Regions from separate parts of the Mus musculus genome. Here regions 2, 3, 4, 5 and 6 are each linked to region 1. A link is a contact called in public ChIA-PET, HiChIP or PLAC-seq, Micro-C and promoter capture Hi-C data. All regions are on one chromosome and are shown on one strand. The core of a region is the stretch at or near the end of the contact, and the rest is flanking DNA. Distances in the headings are between cores, read along the strand shown. Region 1 holds the start of Itga3 (integrin alpha 3). Region 2 holds the start of Ngfr (nerve growth factor receptor (TNFR superfamily, member 16)). Region 3 has its middle 6.5 kb from the start of Nxph3. Region 4 has its middle 3.5 kb from the start of Gm51874. Region 5 holds the start of Slc35b1 (solute carrier family 35, member B1). Region 6 overlaps Fam117a (family with sequence similarity 117, member A).

What was found. Promoter capture Hi-C pulls out the DNA fragments that hold promoters and counts their contacts. Hi-C and Micro-C count contacts between places; a contact is called where the count stands out from the background. ChIA-PET counts read pairs in DNA pulled down with a chosen protein or histone mark. HiChIP or PLAC-seq counts read pairs in DNA pulled down with a chosen protein or histone mark.
Region 2: a contact with region 1 is called in a promoter capture Hi-C map of hippocampal neurons, with 5 times the contacts expected there. The contact joins the promoter of Ngfr here to the promoter of Itga3 in region 1. A contact is called at or near these places in 4 of 39 promoter capture datasets (hematopoietic stem and progenitor cells, hippocampal neurons, liver and 1 more), 1 of 484 Hi-C or Micro-C datasets (bone marrow-derived macrophages) and 1 of 115 datasets of contacts at active chromatin or transcription factors (pancreatic cancer cells).
Region 3: a contact with region 1 is called in a Micro-C map of embryonic stem cells, with 1.7 times the contacts expected there. The contact joins the enhancer-like site here to the promoter of Itga3 in region 1. A contact is called at or near these places in 6 of 39 promoter capture datasets (the 3T3-L1 cell line, the HPC-7 cell line, hippocampal neurons and 2 more), 1 of 15 datasets of contacts at CTCF or cohesin (pro-B cells), 3 of 484 Hi-C or Micro-C datasets (all in embryonic stem cells), 3 of 115 datasets of contacts at active chromatin or transcription factors (embryonic forebrain and embryonic stem cells) and 2 of 9 other capture datasets (adipose tissue and liver).
Region 4: a contact with region 1 is called in a promoter capture Hi-C map of the 3T3-L1 cell line, with 2.9 times the contacts expected there. The contact joins the enhancer-like site here to the promoter of Itga3 in region 1. A contact is called at or near these places in 5 of 39 promoter capture datasets (the 3T3-L1 cell line, the HPC-7 cell line, HPC-7-derived erythroid cells and 1 more).
Region 5: a contact with region 1 is called in an H3K27ac HiChIP or PLAC-seq map of extraembryonic endoderm stem cells, with 2.3 times the contacts expected there. The contact joins the promoter of Slc35b1 here to the promoter of Itga3 in region 1. A contact is called at or near these places in 2 of 39 promoter capture datasets (hippocampal neurons and liver), 1 of 115 datasets of contacts at active chromatin or transcription factors (extraembryonic endoderm stem cells) and 2 of 9 other capture datasets (adipose tissue and pancreatic islet).
Region 6: a contact with region 1 is called in an RNA polymerase II ChIA-PET map of memory CD8 T cells, with 7 read pairs. The contact joins the enhancer-like site here to the promoter of Itga3 in region 1. A contact is called at or near these places in 4 of 39 promoter capture datasets (cranial neural crest, liver and stem cell-derived epiblast-like cells), 3 of 115 datasets of contacts at active chromatin or transcription factors (extraembryonic endoderm stem cells, memory CD8 T cells and pancreatic cancer cells) and 1 of 9 other capture datasets (embryonic stem cells).

Annotation. Positions count from the first base shown.
Region 1 is chr11:95,074,688-95,078,399 of GRCm38.p6, forward strand. Itga3 (integrin alpha 3) reads right to left here and starts at 2,027. Exons shown (of 26, transcript NM_013565.3): 1 at 1,444-2,027. The coding sequence starts at 1,649.
Region 2 is chr11:95,586,031-95,589,742 of GRCm38.p6, forward strand. It overlaps Ngfr (nerve growth factor receptor (TNFR superfamily, member 16)), which reads right to left and starts at 1,668. Exons shown (of 6, transcript NM_033217.3): 1 at 1,454-1,668. The coding sequence starts at 1,528.
Region 3 is chr11:95,519,175-95,522,886 of GRCm38.p6, forward strand. No RefSeq gene overlaps it. Among named protein-coding and RNA genes, the nearest start is that of Nxph3, 6.5 kb to the left of the region's middle. Within about 2 kb of position 1,742, at least 119 of the 459 cell types and tissues checked have an H3K27ac peak or open chromatin away from gene starts, as enhancers often do. A contact at or near this core is called in embryonic stem cells, where this site is marked.
Region 4 is chr11:94,711,875-94,715,586 of GRCm38.p6, forward strand. No RefSeq gene overlaps it. Among named protein-coding and RNA genes, the nearest start is that of Gm51874, 3.5 kb to the right of the region's middle. Within about 2 kb of position 1,772, at least 9 of the 459 cell types and tissues checked have an H3K27ac peak or open chromatin away from gene starts, as enhancers often do.
Region 5 is chr11:95,382,845-95,386,556 of GRCm38.p6, forward strand. Slc35b1 (solute carrier family 35, member B1) reads left to right here and starts at 2,012. Exons shown (of 9, transcript NM_016752.3): 1 at 2,012-2,269; 2 at 2,957-3,060; 3 at 3,642-3,712. The coding sequence starts at 2,166.
Region 6 is chr11:95,355,074-95,358,785 of GRCm38.p6, forward strand. The region is part of intron 1 of Fam117a (family with sequence similarity 117, member A); the gene reads left to right. Among named protein-coding and RNA genes, the nearest start is that of Fam117a, 20 kb to the left of the region's middle. Within about 2 kb of position 1,813, at least 145 of the 459 cell types and tissues checked have an H3K27ac peak or open chromatin away from gene starts, as enhancers often do. A contact at or near this core is called in extraembryonic endoderm stem cells, liver and memory CD8 T cells, where this site is marked.

The sequences.
Region 1 (3,712 bases), core at 777-3,276:
GTGTGTTAGTTCCGGCCATGCACATTCAACAACAGAACATCTGAGAACTCTGGACTGGGCTGGGGGGAGGCAACAGCACTGCTGTAGCAACTAACTATTATCAGAGGGCCTCAGAAAGGTAGAAGGTTAAATCTGCCCAGCCAGGACAGGAAGGGTGTGGTGGATCCACCTTCTTCTGCAGGGGCCAGGTAGGGTAGAGACTAAGTCCAGGTGGGCAGTACGGACAAGGGCTGGGCCAGCAGGACAGAGGCAAAGACTGACGTTGAGTTGGACTTTGAACATTCCAAACTTCCTCAAGTTTCTACAGGCCCCAGTCAGAGCAGGGAGAGGTTTCAACACTTTTTACCTTGACTGTGTCTTCTGATTTAGGAACTGTCAGAGGCCGGGCAGGAGTAAATGCCTGGCAGACCACCCAGCTCAAAAAGGTAGGAGGGGCTTATATGATGGATCATCACTGTCCCTCCTGGGCAGTTTCACCACCTCTGGTCACCCTCTTCCCTCAGCTAGCCAACCTAAGCACACAGAACCTATGCAGAGAAACCTCAGACACCTGGACATGACCCGTTGGGCATGAGTGTGCTCAGGGAGGGGCAGGTGGCTGGATGCAATCTCCTCCCCTCCTCCACTCTGCTGGGCTCTTCCCGCTTCTTGCAGCTGTTGCAAAGAGCAGAAGAAAAGAGAAAACACCATTCCCCTCTTCAAACCAAAACAAACACACTCAGGGCTGCTGATTCAACATGAATCTGTGGAATGCAGGGAGATGTCTGGTGGGAGTACCCCCACTGCTTCCGGGTGGGCTCTGGCCTCAGAGTAGAAGACAGCGCCTCCTCTGTCTTCTACTGTCCGTTCCTCTAGGGGCAAGAGGAAGTCTCTGGACAGCTCCGAATGCCCAGCCTCTTCATCACCTCACTCTGCAATGCCAAGCCCTTGAGAAGTGTGGTCCAGCCTGGTTCTGCAGAGGGCGTGGCTGCTCTGGCCACAGGCTAAATGAGAGGGCTAATAGGGATTTGAACGCATATATTCTCGGTTCTCTTCAAGGAGGAGGGGAAGAGCGATGTAATAGGTGTTTAATATACAGAGTTCTCCTAGCCCGGGAAAGAAGCTAATGTTAGGTACTGGATTCTCAGGGTGCTGGGCAACAAAGACCCTACTTCCGAAGATGTCTGAAATGTGGAGCGGTCGCGTCTAGACAGGTTCTGGCCAGGTCAGCACTTGCCATGATTACTGCCCCCCTCCCCCCACCCCCTTCCTCCACTTGCCGCCAAGCCCCACAATCGGAGAACTGCCGTCTTACCCGCCCTCTTAATCCTGGCTCACAAGGAAAGGCCAGCAGCAGCAGGCCTGGAAGTCAGCGGGCCCAGGGCTCCAGTTTAGCTTAGGTCAGGTATCCGCGCACATACCCCTCTCTCTGCACCCCACCTCACCGCCGCCAGGCTGACTTACAGGTAGCGCTGTTGTCGCTCAGTCTGCCGATGGAGGGCGACCGAGTAGCCGAAGAGGCTACCGGGGTTCACCGCCTCCTTCACCACCAGGAATCGGGTGTCCAGGTTGAAGGCGAAGGCGACCCGGCCGCAAGCCGCCACCATCAAGGCCAGAGCGCGGAGCAGCCAGCCAGGGGCGCGGGGCACGCGGCAGGGGCCGGGGCCCATGGCTGCGGGCCGGGCCGTAAGGGGCCGGGCGAAATCGCTAGAGGGCTCAGCACCGGGAGTGATGAACGGTTCACCTGCTCCAGGCGCCACCAGAGGACACCCGAGCCCGCAGAGCCGCTGCACCGGTAGTCAGGCAATTTTTTACCCTAGTCCGGGTCACTTTCACGTCTGCTCCGGGTGCTTTTCCAATCCGTTTTCCAGATCCGTGGATCTACTCTCACGTTGGTTCGGTGGACGGGTCACCGTTCCGAGCTCCGAGCACCCCACACCCTAGATGGTCCCGGCCGCGCCCCCTTGGAGGTGTTAGCTCTTTGGACCTCGGCTAGGTGGAGGATTTAGAACGGCAAGCCCTCGATCACCAGGAGGGCAGGAGGGAGGGATCCTCCCCAGCGCGCCCCGCCTCCCCACCGCCCAGCCCCGCACCTCCCCACCTTGCGCGCCCAGTCCGGGCTCCGCTTTCCTTCCGGGGAAAGAGAAAAGGTCCCCGCTCGGCCGCCGCCTCTTAAAGGGGCAGCGCCGCCCCTCCCTCTCCATCTCTCCTATCGCGACTCCGCCCTCTCTCTCAGACACCTGTCGGGAACCCTTAAAGCCCGGATTTCCCCTTCCAGCGGAGAGCTTCTTCCTAGGAGCGTCGCCTTCGGTACAAGACGGATTGGACGGGCGGGGCCAGAGGTGGATTTGCTTGGCGCTTGCGGCGGCTGCTACTGGAAAGGCCGTTCAAGGCACCGCCAGCACCGCGATCCCCGCTGGACAAACCAGGCGTTGGCTCTTCGGAGAACGGTCGACTGTGTTCGGCTGCCTGGAATGCGGACCTCCGCAGTGATGTGAGTCCCTAAGAGGTGACTGCGGGTCTCCGGACTTAACTTCTTCGTGCTAAGTACACTCAATGTTATGTATGAAGGAGTATTTCTCCTGCCCACCCGCCTCCTCTCATCCTGTTCCCTGCTGGAAGCGGCTCCTCCGCAAAGCCAGACAGATATTTAGTGGTGGTGATGACAACCCATCAGAAATAATAATTAGCAAAGGGCAGCCTTTGTCTCGAAGCAGTGAATGGGACCTCAGCCCCCACAGGTGTGATGCTGGGTGGAGACAGGTGGGCTTGACTCAAAGATCTCACTATCCGAGGAAGAATTAGGGAACTCCAAGAGTGTATGGAATGTTGTTTTGGTCTAACTCAGATTTCCCCTAATGCAGAACAAGACTCATTTTCCCTGAGCATCGTTTTCTACATGTTTTTATAATTAAATAAGAACAGCACATGCAGCAGGCACTATGCTAACTGCTTTACAAATACTACTTTTTCAAGGCAATATACATGTATACAAGTATATATGTGTATACACACACATCTACACAACCACCAGTCTAAGGAAAAGGGAAAGCAGAAAATGAGCCCATCCAATGGGATTCTGCTCCGGTGTTTGAGGAACCAGCTCATTCTGTGTCTGATTCCCTATCTAGACATTGTGACCTTAGAAGGTACAATCATTTCCTCACAGCTGATCTTATCTCTTACACTCAAAGGTGCAGCCCTTAGAGACCAGGATGTCCTTTTGCTCATGACAATTACTGACAGTTTGTCGTTGCCACCACTATGTAAACCCAGGTCTGTACCTGTCTCTCTATTTACATATGGGAGCAGAGCTGTCTCTTCATCAGACACAGCCCTGGAGGGACCAGGGGGAGCAAGCAGCTTTCCCTGCATAAAGTAAGTTTGAGATCTTTGCAGCCCCATGTGGCCACATTGATGCAGGAGCAGCCCAGATGAGCCTGGAGTTAAATAGAAAGATGAGAAAGCAGAGGTGAGCCACCGGAAGGCGCGGGTCTACGATTATGAAATCCTTACACCAGTCATCAGGGAATTAGCTCTGCTTTTAAGATGAGAACACCAAGGCTCAAGGAAGTTACGCTATTCGGCTAAAGCCACAAAGCTAAGATTCTAATAGTGCGGTATCTAACCCCAGAACCCTTCTTAACCATTATGCTAATGATTAACCCTTAGGACAAATCAGATTTTGTTGAGACTTGGTGTGACCGGAGCCTCTCCTATGGGAGTGTCCTCT
Region 2 (3,712 bases), core at 418-2,917, 510 kb after region 1:
GTGGAAAGGGTGGAGGGAAGAGTGAGGAGAGGACGTCACTTTCATTGCCAACCTTCCTTAAGATCTGGTCAGAAATACCCAGAGTACTCAGGTTCATAGAAGGAGGACCTAATGACCTTAGCCGGAGTTGGTGTCTCCGAACAGCAATCCGACAAGAATCCCAGGCATCCAAGTGGCCCCTGTCTCATTTGAGAAGCGTTCATTGACTTTCACCGAAAGCCTGGCCAGGTGTGGGCGGGATGATGATCCTATTAAGTTCTGGACCGGAAGGAGCACGGAGGGCTCAGGGCCCGTGGCGGCTTAACTTAGAAGGGACTCAGTGCGCAGCCCAAGGCGCGCACGCAGCTCCCAACAGCAATCCCTCGCCCGCAGTGCCCCCTGCGGGTCGCCTGGGGTTTTGCATCCCCTAGCTGTGCGCTGCCGGAACCATCACAGCCTTGAGAGTCCCAGCGCTCCGCATCTCGAGAGCTGGCCGGCGTTTAATAGGGTAGGGGGATGCCCCGGCTCTGTCTCTCCGGGTCCACTGAGTTGCTTCAAACCACGTGAAAGGTTTGTCAAGGAACTACCCTAGAAGCGGATTTGCCATAGTGAAGTGAGCGCTCTCTTCCCTGCCTGGGATGCCCAGACGCAATTCCCGGACTGGGCGAGGCCGCTAGAAAGAGCGCTAGAACCCACGCGGGAAACGTCTGTGACTGGGCTGTCCTCATCGCATCGTCCTTGAGTAGACAGACAGGCGGGGCCCCGAGCACTTTAGGGTATGCACCTTCTTTCCATTTCTCTATCTCTTTTGTGGTTGTCTCTTTTCTGCCCTCCATAAAGCCCACTTCTCTCTCTTCAACCTCTCTGCCACTCCCGAATCGCTCCTTTCGATGCCCCTCCCCCCCATTGTCTGGCCGGTCCCCATTGTCCATACTGGGTCCCCTCTGCCTCCAGTCCCTCCAGCTGCCTCCCGCATTGTTCCGTCTCTAGCCCCTCACATCTTTAGTGCCGATCTCTTTCCCTTCCTTCTCTCTGCCCTACAACTCCCCAGGGACTAAGATGCTAAAGAGAAAACTCCCCTCGGGATCCCAAAATTCACACGCTGTCGTCAAAAGAACCCAGGCGCCCGAGATTCCCAAACCTCCCTCCACCCCACTCGAGACTGCTCCCAGTCTCCTACACCGCACCCGTCGTAGTGCTCAAGAACCAGCAGCAGCAAGCAGAACCAAGAACGGGTGTCGTTGCAACAGTCCTGTCTGCATCTCTATCCTGGGACTGGGTCGCCTCTGCGCTCTGAAAGTCCTAGAAGCTAGGAGCGCCCCTGTGGGTCATGATCCCGCAGCTCCTCCGCCACCCGTTGCCAGCATCTGGGACCTTAACGTCTTATTCTGTTCCCTGGGTGGTGGCACCCACATCCCCTTGGGGTTCAGCTCTTTGAAAAGGTTAACGGAGGTCCCTCCTACTAATCACTTACCCCTAGAAGCAGCAGCAGCAGCAGCAGCAGGCGCAGCCGGTCCATGGCGCTGCAGGCAGCACCTGCCCTCCTCATTGCTCGCCTCCGGCGACAGCGCTCAGCTTCTAGCTCAGTCCGCTCTGCGGACCGATGGTGCTGCGCGCTGAGCTGAGCTGCGCTGCGCTGCGCTCCAGCGCCCGCTGCCCGCCGGAGCTGGCGGAGGCTCCACTCGCTCTGGCTGCTAGCGGGCGGGAGCAGCTGGGTGAAGGCAATGCAGCAGCCCCGCCTCCTCCCCGCCCAGCCCGCCCAACTCCCCCCCCCCCCCAACCCCTCCGGAACCGCGCCCGCCCGGCTGCCTAGGGTGGGGAGTCCAGAGCAGTCAAGTGAGGCGTGAGAGGAGCCGCACCCGTGTGCCCCGCTGTGGCTTCTCAGTGGGCTGCCCCACGTACCCAGGGCACCTCCGGTTATGCTGAGCATAAGATGCTTCGGATCCAACGGGGGCCATTGCTCTCCTACTGATGAAGCCTGCCTCGGGGTTAACTCTCTTAAACATCTTTAGCCTAATTGCCTACCTAGCCCTTATTCCGAAAATGAGGCTGCCCTCCTTTTATGGTTGGATACACACCTTATTCCATTCTCTCTCTGTTCCAACTTGTGGAGGGATATGTTCCTTGGGGCCTTCAAGGTGAAATCTATCCCAATATCATAATTTGGGATATCTGTCTGACACTGTTTCTCTGTCTCTGTCTCTGTCTCTCTGTCCCTGTCTCCCCCTCTCCTACACACACACACACATACACACACACACACATGATAGAACCTAGGACCACACACACACACACACACACACACACACACACATGATAGAACCTAGGACCACACACACACACATGCTAAGCAAGCATTGTATCACAGAACTCTATCTCCAGCCTTTCATGAGCTTGAATGAGTCACAGGTGTGCACATAAACCCCAGGAATACACAAACACACTCTCAAGTGCACCTGTACGTGTGTGTGTTGACGTACTGACATCTGCCTATACCGTCCCTCAGGCATTCATATAGACCTGCTCATCCTACAAGGGCTCCTAACACAGACCAGACATACATCAATGCACACAGGCTGACATTCACATATACACTCCTACACACTCACATGTGTGCACTGCACAGTGGTAGTCACACAAGCCCACATCTGTATTTTGCCCTCAAATGCACACACACACACACACACACACACACACACACACACACACACACACAGAGTATACAGACAACACACAAACATGATTACATGAGTTTGTGAGTTTCCTACGGGCAGGGACAGTAGTGTCTTCTCTGACCACCCAAGTGTTCAGTCATGGAGGGGATTCAAGGGGAGAGCTGTTGAATGGATTCAACATCCACAGACTCATCCGTGAGCTGTGTAGGCCTTCTGAGGATCACACTGGCCATGCTCTAGAAGCGTGGCACATCAAACCACCTGTATGCCAAGGAATGTGCAGTCAGTCTTTCAGAAGAAACACCGCCCCGCCCTTCTCTGGTTCCCAGACATCGAAGGCCCTGGTACAGAACTGTGTGGGGACAGTCTATCCCAGCACCAGATGTTAGCTATGTCTGGACTCCAGTTCCTCTTCAAAAAAATACAGTCCCAAAATAATAGAAACAAGGGACAGACCAAGAGCATTTATAAAGCAGGCCTGCTCATGAGTAGGTGATTTCCTAGGTCACTTAAACTTAATTGCAGGAAAAAAAAAAAAACCTATCCTATGTAGCCAATAAAGGCCAGCAGACAGTCCCCAGGAAGGACGGGTAGACATCACTGTGGCTTTGAGAATTCATGTTCATGAGCCACCATGGCTGGATGTAAGAGTCTAGGCAGAAAGCAGGACCTCAGAAGTCCCTGGGGAGTCCTTCCGCCTGGACAGAGATTACTTCTAAGATGTCCCCTCCCCCAACGCTTTTACAGACCTGCCTTACTCTCTGCTGAATTCATGGGAGGCAGGAAGGGGGAGCATTAGCACTTCCAGAAGCATTGAGCTGCTTACTACCAGGCTACCGACAGTGTGGCATTAATTTAAATACTCCCGTTATTAATTTATGATCCCAGTTACTATTATTGCCAAGGTTATCCATCTCAACACAATTTAATACGACCCACACCACCATGGCTGGGCCTGGGTTATTAATAATTTCCATGGTCTTGATCATTTAAGCCTTACTCCAACAATTACAAACAGCAATTGTTACTATTCTTAGCAGTATTTCTATGATTAAGCT
Region 3 (3,712 bases), core at 492-2,991, 440 kb after region 1:
CGGCAATTTGCAATTTTAAAGAGTCGGATAGAGATTTATGTATTGGGCATTAGGGAGGCCCAGGGGGAAAACCAAACTTAAATAGGGGGGTGAGTATGGGTCCCTGGGAGATGAGTGGAAAAGTGTGGAGCCATGGGGGAAGGAAAGAGCCTTCTAGGCAGATGAAGCCGTTCGAGGAAAAGTCACAGATAAAAGAGAGCCCAGGAGTGGGGTTCTGAGGGGCCCGGATGAAAGAGTCATTTGTTCCATGAATAGTTATCAAGTGTCTACTTTTATGTCCGGTCCTGGCCGGTGTGCAGTGTGTTTCTGGACCGGCAACTGCGTTCCTCATTTGCATGGAGAATGTGGGGTGGGGTGGGGGTGGGGGAAGATGTGGAAGACAGCAGGGGGAAGGCCCAGACTCTGCGATGCTAGCACACAGCACAAGTTCCAAGAGGAGACGGGTCCTAATTTACCTGGAGCCCAAAGGATGGGAGGGCCTGGGGCTGCCTGAGGGTTGAGGTTGGTCTTCTAGGCAAACGGATGGAGTATTAATCTCCTGAGCCTAGGAAGCCTTAGTAAGAGGAGCTGGAGAAGACACGAGTGTGGCGAAGACAGGGAGAAGGGCTCAAGGGAAGGGGAGATGGGGGTGGGGGGTGGGAGTAGAGGGGTGTGAGGGTTGCTGTGGGTGACTATGGAGTCAGCACCAAGAAGAGCACCCCGGTCTTTGTGAGAGGTAGAGCTGAGAGTTGAGTGAATTGGAGGAGCCAGGCAGTGGTGGTAGGTCAGAGACTTGGGGCTGTGCGGAAGGGGCAATGGGGACAGGAGAGGGTGGCTCTGAAAGGGGTCTAAGAGAAAGGTGTCTAAGTTCAAATTGACCCCCAGCTCTCTGGCTTAGGGAACACAAGTGTGGGACGAGCCTGTGGGTACTTGGGGCCCAGGCATTGTGAAAACAGATGACACTGGAGAGCATCCTGCAGAGGGCAGACCAGTACGTGTGTGAGCCTGGAGGCTCATCTGAGCGAGAGTGGGGATTGCTAACCAAGTGCACAGTGACAGGGCTGGTGCACAGTAGGGCCACAGAATCTGTTTTGTAGGAAGTAATGAAAACAAGAGACCTTTCATTACTCAGTGGTGGACCTTTGACTTAGAATGCTCTGAGGGAGACTGCTAAGGTACCAAGTTCATGTTTTAGGTCCCAGGGTGTGTGTGTGTGTGTGTGTGTGTGTGTGTGTGTGTGTGTGTGTGCGCGTGCATGCGTGCATGTGAATGTGTGTGTGCCTTCGCGTGTGTGTGTTACGTGTTACTTCAAGTGCTTCTAAGCCTTCACCACCCGAAGGGACCTTTTACTGGAAAAAGCATAGTCTATTTGCTCTTGTTAGGTTCCTGGCTCTGAGGCCCACCCCCCACCATCTTAGTAGTTGGTCTTTCCTCTTCCTGGATCACGGCGTCTGGAGGATGTGGAGAGCTTCAGCTTCTCTCTCCCGGTCTTTGTCTGTGTCTGGATGTAGCTGGTTGAAAGTGCTTTGTAAACTGAACAAAAGGAGCGCTGGGGCTCCTTCCGGTTACATTTCAGCGTCTTGGGAGATGAAGAGTGAAAGGAAGAAAATAGGCATCTGGCCAGGCGCCAACACCTGGCACTACCTTCAGTGGCAAACCCCTCAGCCACCTGTCGGCTGGACCCAAGTCACCATGGTTAACGAGAACCTTACAGGGGGCGATGGTGAGACGGAGCGCGGGTGTGGTGCGAGGATACGAGTGGCGTCGGCGCGCCACCTGGTGGGCGGCCCGGGGAAGGCAACGCCCTCTTGCCGCCCGCGACAGCTCAGTGCCTGCCTAGTGCCTCTCATAGACTGAAAAAATGGACGGCCATCATCTTAGGAGGTGAAAGCAGGAGGATCAAAAGTTCAAAATCATGCTCAGGTGCATACCTAGTTCGAGGTCAGCTTAGGTTCCCTGAACTCCTGTGCCCTACATGTCCCCAAAAATGGTATGAATGGGGGTGTAGTGCTTTTGAGCTCCGGAGACCGATCACCTAGTCCCTAGCTTGAATTTGTTCACCATCTTGGGTAGGTTATTTCACCTTTGTGCTCTTCGTGGTGTAATAACTATGTCGGGCAGACGTGCTCAACGATTACTAGCTATTGGAATATTCAGACTTGTTACCCAAGCACAGATTTCCAATTGTCCTGTTGTGCTAAAAGCTCACAGGGAGGCAGTGTTGTCAGTAGTTGGTCACAGGGAAAGACGGTGGATGGACGGAGGCAGGTCGTACATCTCGCAAAACTGCCTCAAGGTCATCATGGTGAAATGGGTCATCTGCGGCGAGGATTATTGCTTCCTCTGTGCACGGAGGCGATGCAGGGTGCCCAGGTTCCGCAAGCTCTCCAGTCTCCAGGGCCGTCGAATTTGCCTCATGGGTATCAGCTACACCGGCCTGAATTCAGGGGCTTAAGATTCTTTGGACCCCTGCTGAACACGATTGTCAAAACGCCAAGTGTCAGCTCCTCGCACAGATCCCATTCTTGTTACCTGCCAGGCCTGTCCAGGAGCTTCAACAATTCCGGGGGCCACTCCCCAGGAGTGCAGAACGCTTGGCTGCACCTTCCATTTCTAGGCCTGTAGCGACGCCTGGCGAGCAAAGGAAGAATAACTGCGCCTGCATATTGGCGCGCTTATGCCAGCAAGCTGAGAAGCCCTTCTGGGTGGGGTCCTGCTGGGCACTCTTGAATGATGGCCATGGGAAGCAGCAGACACTTCCTATTGGATCCTGGGATCACGAGGGCTCCCCAGAGTAGCCTTGACTGGGGCTTCTATTGCTCGGATGACATCTAGGATCATCAGATTCCAAATCCCTTCCAAGACCTGGCAGAGGGAGTTTAGGGGCCCCAGCAAGGGGCAGGGAGGTGGGTGGTAGTCAAAGATACTAGGGCCTCAAAGGGAAGGATTTCCAGGTTTTTTTTGCCCATATATATTGTTTGGGGTCGCCATTGTTCTGTTTCTGGTAATTCCAGCCTGTCCTAGCTTGATGTGATACCACCATGATCAAAAGCAACCTGGGGAGGAAAGGTCTATTTTATTTAACCCTCTGGGTCTCAGTCCATCACCAAGAGATGGATGCAGGAGCTCAAGCAGAGGCCACGGAGGGATGTTGCTTACAGTGACTTGTTCCCCAGACTCACGCTCAGCTTTTGTACCTCTCAGGACCCCCTGCCCAGGGGTGGCTCCACCCAGAGTGAGCGGAGGGCCCTCTTATATCAATCATTATCAAGAAAATGTTCCCCCCCCCCCGACCCCAGACTTGCTTCCAGGCCACCAGTCTGATAGAAATGTTTTCTCAACTTCTTTCCTCTTCTCAGATGACCCCAAGTCTATGTCAAGTTGAAGACACACACATATTTCAGCACACAGCCCGGAGAGATTTGACGACAGTGCTACATAGGACAAAGGTAGATAAGCTTAGGAATGGTCACAGCCTAAAAAGGACTCCAGTCCAGGAGGCTGCTGTAAGCCGAGGACCAGGGGAGAGGCAGCAGGAAGGACACCGTCACTTGGACCTGGCTCTTCTGCCTCTGATAGCCCTGGGTCACCATGGGAGTGTGGCTGCCAACACCCACTTCATGCAAACTTAGCCCCTGCCTGCCAGAGTCCTGCAGCTGGTGGGAAGCTCAGAGTCTCCTCACTCCTGCTAAGCTAGACCCCAGTGAGTACTGACTTCGCAAGACTGGGATGC
Region 4 (3,712 bases), core at 522-3,021, 360 kb before region 1:
CTTCAGCAACCAACAGGAAACACGATGTGGTTTTAATTATAGCTATGCTTAGTTTTTGACACAATACTTTTTGTTATTAACTCTTGTGAAAGATAACATCCCATAAAGTATTTCAACCGTCCATGACAAAACAGGCAAGATGGAAGCTACAGTAAAAGTGCAGGAGACAGCTCATCAGATGAGACTGGACATTCCCCTGTGGGAGCAAGGTTAGGCTGTGTTTATTGGAGTGGCAAAGACCTCAGTTTTTCAGGTGACCGATATATTTCTGTTGTCACAGCGTCCTGCTCCATCTGTCACCTGAGAACACAAATGGCTCTTTAAAAAGTCACACTTAATCAATAAATAATTTAAAACTTCCATGTAGTTTTTTTCTTTTGTTTTTGTTATGTTATTTGCTTTTACGTTGTTGTTGTTGTTGTTGTTGTTGTTTTATCCCAGATAGGATCTTACTATGTAGCCCAGGCTGGCTACTTGGGCTTCAGCCAGAGATTAAAGGGATGCACCAATATACCTGGCCATTCTTTTTTTGTGTTTTCCTTTTCCTTTTTTCTTTTCCCCTTTTTCTTGTTTTTTTGTTTTTGCTTTGTTTTGTTTTTTTTTTTTTTGGTTTTTCGAGACAGGGATTCTCTGTATAGCTCTGGCTGTCCTGGAACTCACTTTGTAGACCAGGCTGGCCTCGAACTCAGAAATCCGCCTGCCTCTGCTTCCCGGGTGCTGGGATTAAAGGCGTGTGCCACCATGTCCAGCTTTTTTCTTTTTTCTTTTGAGTGCAGAATTCCACCATACTTTCTTTTTATTCTTATTTTAAAAATTAATTAATTAACTAATTAATTATTGTTTACATCCCAAATGTTGCCCTGCCTCTTGGTCCCCCCTCCCAGAGTTCTACTCCCACTCTCCTCCCCTCTGCCTCTGAGAGGGTGTCCCCACTCTTTGGGCACCCCCTCCCTGGGACATCAAGTCTCTGCAGGATTGGGTGCATCCTCTCCCACTGAGGCCAGACAAGGCCGTCCTCTGCTACATACATGCTGGGGGCTGGCCGTTCATTTTGGAAAAAGGCTTTCAGTGTGGAAAAGACAAAATTCAATTAGTCACCAGGAGCCTAGCTTTCCATGTCCATTGTAAGTTAGAATGAAGAGGCAGAATTTTGACCACAATCAAACAGAATAGAATAAAAGCACCGCCTTTTAGAATATGTTAAAGTTCTACCAAAACACTATGGTGAAACACGTGGGGTGGATGCTAAGATTAAAGGCAAAACAACCCTGCTCCACTCTTATGCTCCTCAGAAAACACTTAGGATGCATTTGATTGCAGGTGACAAAATGCAGCATACAAGGCAATGGGCGCTGGAATACTCAATGTCTATGCAGTTACAAATAAGAGAGAGAATTCTTCCTTCCCTGCATTCCGTTAACAGCCTGCAGGGACTCTTGAGGCTGGGATAACCTCAGGTTTCCTGTGCTGTTTGTTGGCAGCAGTCCCCTGTCCCTTGGAGCAAATTCATCCACTTCTAGCCTTCCTGGGGGCGCTGTCAGTTTCTGCTCAGCCCCCAGTCCCCACTCCTGCTTCAGAGTCTACATGTGACCCAGGCTGCGCTAAATACTAACATCTGGATTCTTCTCTCTCTCTCTCTCTCTCTCTCTCTCTCTCTCTCTCTCTCTCTCTCTCAATTACTTGAATTTGCAAAGTTGCAGCTGCTCCCTGAAGCCAGAAAGAGCAGAACCCACAAACTCCCCCCATGCTTAGCCTGCTCTGGGTCGAGAACAGCTTGGCACCACAGGGCCATCTGAGGGGCCGCTCTTGCTCCCTCTGAGGCTCTCTAAACGCACCCCCACCATCTGTCGGATGATTCACGCCCTGCTGGATACAAAGTCGGGGCTCAATTTGGGTCTTTGGTTTTGAGTTCATTCTGAAATCAAAGGTGTCGTGAGCTTTGTCTGACAGGCTTGGTGGCCTCAACCTCTCAGCCCCGTTCTGGGAAATGAAGATGACGCGTGTATCTTTCCACCTCCTGACCTGCTTTACCTTCCCCTGAAGATGTGAAGCAACTTCAGAGGTCCCTGGGATGAGTCCCCCTCCCTCCGGGGCTATGCGTCTCTGGAGCAGGCTGGGTACCCTTGGATGACTCCAGATCACACCATCCTACCCCCACTTCCTTCCATGCCCCATTTTCTCCATTCAGATGTGCAATCTGAATTCATTATGTGCCTCAGTTCACGTCATTGTAACTTCCACAGTCTACCTAGACCTCTCAGATTTGCAATTATTCTATTTTATCTGTGTACTTTACAGTACCTACCCGCTCCCCATTGTGGTAATTTGAATAATGGCTTCCATTTACTGCTATATATTCGAATGCTTGGTCCCCAGTTAGTGGAACTATTTGGGAAGGATTAGGAGGTGTGGCCTTGGTGGAATAGGTGTGTGGCCTTGTTGAAAGAGATGTGTTACTGGGAGTGTGGGCTTTAAGGTTTCAAAACCCCATGCCACGCCCAGTCTGCCTGCTGCCTGCAGATCAGGATGAAACAATCTTAGCTATTGCTCCAGCATCACACCTGTGTGCCTTCCAGCCACAATGGTCATGGACTGATCCTCTAAAACTGCAAGCAAGGCCCCAGTTTAATGCAATTCACCTTGATCGTGGGGTCTCTCCACAACAATAGAACAGTGACTAAGACATTGCTAGACACATGTCCTACTAGGCGAGCTTTTTGTTTGAATGTGTACATGTAAAGAGTGCTGCTTACCCTGTGACAGTTCAGGTGTGACCTTGAACTCCTGGCCACTACCATTGTCTGCAGGGAAATAGTCTCACTATTTCTCCTCAATTCTGGTCCTTTCAAGTTTAAGGCAGGCTCCCCTAGGCTGCAGTCTCTCTCTGGTAGAAGGATCTACCATTCTTCCCTTCTCTTCTCTTCTCTTCTCTTCTCTTCTCTTCTCTTCTCTTCTCTTCTCTTCTCCCTCCCTTCTCTCTCTCTCTCTCTCTCTCTCTCTCTCTCTCTCTCTCCCCCACCCACCTCTCTCTATTACTGAGGGTGAAACCGGAGACCTCTCACATCAGTTTTGGTGGTTGCATTATGATCCTTACAGAGCCTTGAGCAAGCCAACTCTCTGTTCCCTCCCACAGCCTGCTCTAAGCCAATCTTCCCACCTTTTCCTGACCTTTCCTCTCCGTGACACTATGAGCTGTGCAAGGTGGAGCGGCAGGAGGCAATGCGACAAGCTTAATCTTTTCAGAAGTCTGTGTGGATGGTCCTGAGACAAAATGTTTCTGCCAAGGGACAAGACGAACTTCAAACGTGTGCCAAGTCACCAGAGCATAGACACTGTGAGTATCACTATAGAGCCTTCTTACTTTTCTTCCTCTGTCTCTGTTTGTTCTTTCTTTCTTCCTTCCTTCCTTTCTTCCTTCCTTCCTTTCTTTCTTTCTTTCTTTCTTTCTTTCTTTTTAAAATTTTTTTAAACTTACTTATTTTTATGTATGTGAGTACACTGTCACTATCTTCAGACACACCAAGGGCATCAGATCCCCATTACAGATGGTTGTGAGCCACCATGTGGTTGCTGGGATTTGAACTCAGGACCTCTGGAAGAACAGTCAGTGCTCTTAACGACTGAGCCATCTCTCCAGCCCTCTGTCTCTGTTCTTGACTGGGATCATATGGGAGAAGAAGAGGTGAAGGATCTGGGTGAAGGACCTGGGTTC
Region 5 (3,712 bases), core at 762-3,261, 310 kb after region 1:
GGTGAGAGAAGAACCATTCTGTGAGTGAAGGAATATCCAAACAGCTTTTTCTAAAAAGACTGTACCAAGTCAGGGAGTAAGGATTGGCACCCTGACCCACTTCACAGCTGGTGCTTCCTAACCAAAGAACCCCCCTGCTGGTTATCACCATTGATCTCACCTGAGGAGACTCAGCCAGGTGGTGGCGGCGGCAACCGCACACATCTTTAATTCCAGCACTTAGGAGGCAGAGGCAGGTGGAGCTCTTGAGTTCAAGGCCAGCCTGTCTACAGAGAGTTCCAGGACAGCCAGTGAAATCCTGTCTTGGAAAAAAATAAAAAACACATGGGGAAACTCAACCCAGGTCAAGTGAATTGTTTGAGGTCCCAGTTGGAAAATAAAAGGCAGAAGTGGAATCCAGACTCACTGTTTGGTTCCCTGGAAGTGTCTGTCTGCTGATTCACTAGAATAAACCAAAGGCCAAGAAAGTAAACGTATAGTGACTCCCAGAAGGAGACACCAGGAAAGGGACAGACCCTATTTTCTCTTAGTCCTCCTAGCCTTGAAAGATGTCTGGCTTGTCCCCAAAGCCTTAGTGAGTCAGGTCCCCAGTGATGGGTGTGGTGCTGCCTGCCTTTCCTTCCTTTGCCTGAGGACGTGCCAAAGGAGCAAGCCTGCTTAGAGGAAAGCAACCCAAGACCCACAACTGCTTGACAATTGGGACTGTTATTAGGTAGGGGACTTGGTGACCTGGTGTTAAGTCTTGCTTTTGCAATTCTAGCAAAGCAGGTGAAGACCCAACTGTTAAATCAGGGAGAAGTCCATGGATGAGACCAAAAATAGGAAGAGGTGTGGTGTGGTGTGGTGTGGTGTGGTGTGTGTGTGTGTGTGTGTGTGTTGCTTCATTGGAGAGTTGGAAGGTCTTGAAGAAAATTTACTTAAGAAGTTGGAAGGGAGCCAGGCAGTGGTGGCGCACTCCTTTAATCCCAGCACTTGGGAGGCTGAGGCAGGCAGATTTCTGAGTTCGAGGTCAGCCAGGTCTACAGAGTGAGTTCCAGGACAGCCAGGGCTACACAGAGAAACCTGTCTCGAAAAACCAAAAAAAAAAAAAAAAAAAAAAAAACACTCGGAAGGGAGGTAAAGAGAAAAGGATTGTAAATTCAACATTATTCTACATAGCAGATTCGAGGACAGCCTGCGCTACATGTGATTATGTCTTTTGTTGTTTTTTAAAAGGCATTTCAATAAATTGAATTTTTCACCTCGAAGAGGTGAGGAAATACGATTAGAGTTGAGAAAATATGATGACTAATACTCCAAACTTGCACAGCACACTTAACAGTTTATAAAACACTTTGGTAAACCTTAGCTCATTTAATCCTCACACCGTTCAATGAGTGACAGGGTGGTTATTACTAATTACCCCTCGTTTGCAGAGCGAGAAAACTGTAGCTCGGAATTTAAGCAACACGTGATGTGCTGCCTCTAAGTGATAAGAGCCCTGACCTATCACAGAGCCTGCCCGGTGGCTCCCTGCCCAAAGAAGAGGACCTGGACTTCTTAGCCAGGTCTTGAACACAGGGTAGACAGGGTTGGAGTCGCTAACGTTGGGCAGCGGCTAGAGGGCGCTACGGCTCTATGAAGCGTTCTTGGCGTTAGGACCCAGCCGAGGCCTGACAGCCAACTGCAAAAAAAAAAAAAAGCCTTTAATTCTCTTCTGGCCTCACCGCCTCTTTCTCCGCCCATCTGTCTATTTTCGCTCTGCGGAGCCAATTGATAACATCCACATACTTATACGTCATCACTATACGCCGCGTAATCGCCTAGGCCTCCCCACCGAGCTCCAGCTTGTAGATGTCCTCGGCGTTGCCTGATCGGAAAAACCTAAAAGAGGAGACAATAACCTCGATATGGCTGGCTTTCCTGGCCACCAGGAATGGAGCCAAGATCTTAAAGCCTTCCTTCTTTCCTAGAACGCTCCTGCCGGGGCAGGAGGCATTTCCCTCTCGGAAGCTCTGAGCTGGCATATCTGGAGGTAGCTGCTCCGGCCTACGAGCCGGCGGTCGCACGCAGCTCCTATGAGGTCCCTGCCGCCGGCCGGCGATGTCCGCCTGGAGCTTTCGCCTTCGCCGCCGGTACCGCTACCTGCTCTGAACGGATCTTCGGCCGACTCGTCCGTGCGTCTCATGGCCGCTAGTAGATCCCTGGTGCCTGATCGGCTGCGCCTGCCGCTCTGCTTCTTGGGTGTCTTTGTCTGCTATTTCTACTATGGGATCCTGCAGGAGAAGATGTGAGCAGACCCTTGAGGGGGCAGGACTCCTAGCATCCCCCAGCCAGGGCCGGAATTCAGTCTCCACCATCCATTTTACGGTCTAGTCTTCAGGCTTCCTGTGTCTGGTACAGGGTTTTCTCTTCTCCGGCTCGGCCCTCTGACCTTTTTTTGCACCCTGCTATTATACATTGCTAGCTGAGCATCCTTGTAATTCTAAAATTTCAGGGCCGGCCTCTGGAGTTTTAGAACGCGATTTTTTTTTTCCCTTTAGATATTTTTACTTTTGTTGATTCCAAGAGTGCTCCGTGACCTGAGCCAGGTCTTATTTTATTTTATTTTTAGAAAGCCCCGAGGTGTTTGCAGACCGTTAATCTTCTTGCTCTGGGTCTTGCCTTTTTTTTTTTTTTTTCTCCTACGGGGGATACTTTTGTTCAGCTGTCTTGACTTTTTTTTTTTCTCCTACCTGTGTCCTTTACGGATATTTTTTCCTTAGGCTATGGTAGCAGTAGGTTGGCGTCTACTGTTTAGACTTAGTTTTTAGGCTTAAATCAAATCGTCTCCTTTGGGTAAATGAGCTCAGTAATCCTTCCTAACTCTAACTACACCCACAAAAGCATGATACTTCCAAAGCTCTCAGTGGATCTGAACATACTTGATGCCACCGAGTAGCACACACTAATTGCTTTTTTATGTGTTTCGTCTTAGCACAAGAGGGAAGTATGGAGAAGGACCCAAACAGGAGACATTCACCTTTGCCTTAACTTTGGTTTTCATCCAGTGTGTGATCAATGCTATGTTTGCCAAGATCTGTGAGTACCTCATAGTAATTTGTTGGGCTCACTCTCCTTCCTCCCATATTCTGGGCATAGACGTGGATTCATCTTTAAAAATCAAAGTTTTCCCTACCTCCACACCCTTGAGTATTTAAACAGCTTCTCTACAGACTGTAAAACCAATGGCTGTGAAATGAGATTAAAATATTAGGCCTCTAAATTATACCAACTTTTTAGTTGGAGACGACTGGGCCGTCTATATTCCAAATCCCCATTGAAAGCCCTTAGAACATTTTCCCCTTTATCCCTTTGACTTCGCTTTGTGTGTCAGCTTCAAACATGTCTTTGTTCCTGTCAGTAGAGTTAAGCCATCCTTTCTTGAACTCAGTGAATCTCTCCCTCCACTCAGCATGTGGTTGTGTTAGGCTTAAGGGGAACTGGGACGATGAATAATTTTCAGAGATTTCCCAGCTTAAGAGGATAGAAATAGCGGTCTTACTTGACAGGCAAGTTCCTTTCCTATGGCCTCAACTTTTTGCTTAGTGGTCCATCCTTGCCCCACCGGGTTTCTCTTGTATGTTTTGTTTGTTTTTGTTTTATTTTTTGTCTTCTCCCAGTGATCCAGTTTTTTGACACTGCCAGGGTGGATCGCACTCGGACCTGGCTCTATGCTGCCTGTTCTGTCTCC
Region 6 (3,712 bases), core at 563-3,062, 280 kb after region 1:
AAATCCCGTTGCTCTTTTCTGGGTAAAGTCTCTTTGGAAGGGATAGCATGATGGAACTTCCCCCCGCCCCTTCCAGTCTAGTTCTTTTGAGTTTCTTCTCCCTGTGAAGGTTTAAGTTAGCTGTGGCTTAGTGTTGAAAGAAATGTTAGTCAGGACTGGGGTTATAGCTCATCGATAGAGTGCTTCCTTGAGTTTCAGTGCTAGACAACAGAACAGAGAAAGCCCTCTCACTCCATTTCCAAAGTAACAGCTGGGATAGATGGGGACTCCGTGGGCCCTCCATGAAGGTCCGTAACCCCCCCAATAGACATATAGATGGGGTCTCTGTGGGCTCTCCATGGAGGTCTGTAACCCCCGGATAGTCATATTGGGGGTTTCGGTTTCACCACAGCTTCTCTTCCAAAACCCACATGTCCCGAGTTAAGCAGTGAAGTGGCCCCAAACCACAGGGAGCTCATGAGGCCATCTACACTGTTCAATCCCAGCACACGTCCAAAAATAGAAAGACAATCCCTGTGAGGCTGTTTGCAGGAACTTCCCCTCCGTCCTGCGAATCAGTTCTTGGGGGAAAATGTTGTATTTTGTTCTCCAGGTGGACACCCCAAGTGGACAAGGCAGGGTAGGAGCCCCCAGGGTCCCTCAGGGTCCCTCCACACTGCCCTGGCTTTGCCTGCATCTCATCCCTGTGTGAAGCTCATTGGTTACTGAACAAAAGGAAACAGACGCGTGCCTATGAGCATGGAGAGAAACCAGGATCCTTGTAGCGCTGTGCTGCTTCGCGGTGAGCATGCATAGCTTTTGGCTTTGTGTTCCCTCAGCTGGATGTTCTTATTTCCTATAGCATATTTGTCATGAGGGCTATTTTCTCTTTAAAAGAGGGGATGGGAGAAGGCTTCAAAGTCTGATGGCATGAGAAAGTGACTCATGCCTTGTTTGTTGAACCAGCTAGTTGTTGAGTTTTTTGCTGGGTGTAAAATTATGTCTCCATTTTGGAGATGTACTAGGAAGGCTAGGCACATGCTGTCGGTGGGATTAAGAGCATCTTCCCATCCCAGGTTCCTCCCTCCTACCTGGCCTGCAAGACAGCGAAACGATGAACTTGTCCCTCCAGGTGCCCAACCCGAAGGCTTGGGTCTGAGCTGATTGCTCTCTCCCCTGGCCAAGCTGAGAAGAACCAGAGATGTCTCACGCCCTACATTATCTATAGTCTTCATCCTGAGGACTCTCACCTCTCCTTCGAGTTCCTATGCCAGGGTTAGGCTTGAGTTGATTTCAAAGGAGAGGTCTTAGGGGGAGGCAGAGACGAACTGGTGGCCCTTCTGAAAGCACCTTTGCTGGGGGTGGGTGTGGGTATCCCCTGCCAGTGTGCCTGGTGTCAGATAGCTGGCATTGATGGAGCAGTGGCATCAGCTCTCCCCTCTACTCCCCTGCCAGTAGCTTCTTGTCTTACTCCTCTCCCATCAGCAGAGACTATCAGCGCGTTGATGCTCAGTGGGCACTCATACCTACTTACCAAAGGCGTTATCTGCCGTGTGTGCAGTTGGCTCCGTTGACACCACCTGACTGCTGGGCCTCTCCTCTCTTAGCCCCTCTCCCTGGAGCCATAACAAGTGTAGCAGTTGGGAGACAGGGCCAAGTGGCTCTGGAAGATAGCACCTAAGGCTTCTTATCTAGTAGGTGCTGTTTTGTTTTGTTTTCTCCATTTGCTGTTGCCCAAGAACCAAAGCATCCGCCACTGCTCAGCTGTGTGGTGAAATGGTCTGGCCTGGTGCCAGGGTGCCTCGCCAGGTGGCTGAGCTGTGGAGGCTGCTGCATGCGATGGGCCGATAATACCCCATGGTGCTGTAAACAGGACACCCCACCCTCCTGCAGACACCCAGCCCATGCCCCAGTGCTGGCTGCTTTGTCATTGCCTGTCATGATACTGGCTTGTCTTCTCTGATACAGGAGCCGATTGTTCTGTTTCTCTCCCAGGTTCCCAAATCTGAGAGGGGCGCTTTCCAGAAATAAAACCAGTTCATCTTTCAGCCACAAGCAACCGTTTTGACTTCTCAACACTTCCTATCCTTTAGCTGTAATCACACGAGTGCAGGACAGCGCCCATTCCCCACATCTTTCCGGTATGCCCATAAGCACCCACTTCCCCCTCACTTGTGGGTCTGCTAGGGGATGCTTGTGAGCCGCGGAGCTTAAGCCCTTGCTCATCAACAGCTGCCAATGCCCAAGTCTCTAAGAAGCTTTATTGACTTTTGTTTGTTTGAGACAAGGGATCACCCTGTAGCCAAGGCTGGCCTGGAACTCCTGTTCCTAATGCCTCTGCCTTCCATGTGCTGGGACTACAGGCACGTATCCCTTGCCTACTCCTTTCCGCACACTTCTCTCAGACAGACAGTATCCAGGAGAGCAGTAGGCTGTCCCTAGTAAAGGACAGTGAATATACAGTAAATTCAAGTACCTTGCCAGGCCTGGTGGACAGGCCTGTAATCACAACTACTGAGGAGGCTAGGGCAGAAGAAATGGAAAGGCAAGGCTTCCCTAGACTAAAGATTGAATTCAAGAATACCCTGGGCAAGGTAGGGAGACCCTGTCCCAAAATAAAAAGTAAAGAGAGGGCTGGGGCCATAGCTCAGGAGTAGAGTGCTTGCCTGGTGTGTGTGAGGCCCTAGGTTCAATCCCCAGGCCTGTGATACACCTGTAGAACCTTCTTGCAACAGACTTCTCAGTAGTCGTCTCTTTCTCCACCTCCTTCCCTGTATCTTCCTCGGGAATAAAAGCATATTTGCATTTCTTTTCTCTTCAGAATCCCTAGGAGGCAAGGTGGACCAGATTGGGCCCTGCTGGCAGAGGGAAGGCAGATCCGTGAAGATGGTAGTGTTGGCTGCAGTCACACTGCAGTGAGGATAGGACTGTCAGACCTATGCTGTTTGGATAGCCCCTCCTAGGTATCAGCACTGTGCCTGCTAGTCTGCAGCCTCTTTAAGGATGGCACAGGATAGCATCGCTATCTGGTTTTGGCTTTGGTTTGTCCTTAGGGGAAATTGATGCCTTGGGTTAGCAGCTCCCACTCAGTTTTGGTGCCTAAAACAACAGGTGCTTGCCAAACCATTTTGGGGGATGCAGTAGGTTAGTTTGTTTTTGTTTTTGTTTTTTCCCTAGTCGAAAACCTAATCTTTTTAGAAGTGCCCTCTCCTTTATTTTCTAGGCAGGAGAGAAACATGGCATTTTAGTCTCCTCAGAGGGGTTGGGACATGCCAAGAATTTGGGGATTTGGGAGGGGCCATGGAGCCTTGCTAAGGGCTCTGAGACAGGAGGTAATTCTACCTTGTGGCTAGCTAGGAGCTGAGCCAGCACTGGGATGTGGCCGCTGTGGAGATAAGGCTGGAGCCCAGCTGTGACCTCATCTGCAGGGGTGGGGAAGCAGGTGGGACCTGCAGGTGGGCTGAGCAAGGTCTTTGCAGGTCTGTCTGCCAGCAAGGGAGGCAGCGCAGCCCTTCCTCATTCCATTCTCTCCTTCCCTCCGTTTCTAGCTTTTTTTCCTTTAATTTTTTTTTCCTTTTTTCCCATTTCTGTTATGTTTATGTATATATGGAGGAACAGGTCACACAGCTTTTGTGATCAGTTTTGATCCGAGGCAGCTGAGTAGAATGAGGTATCAAGGGGAATAGTGGTTGGGTCTCTTACCGATTCCAGGATTTTGCGTATTTCCTGGAAC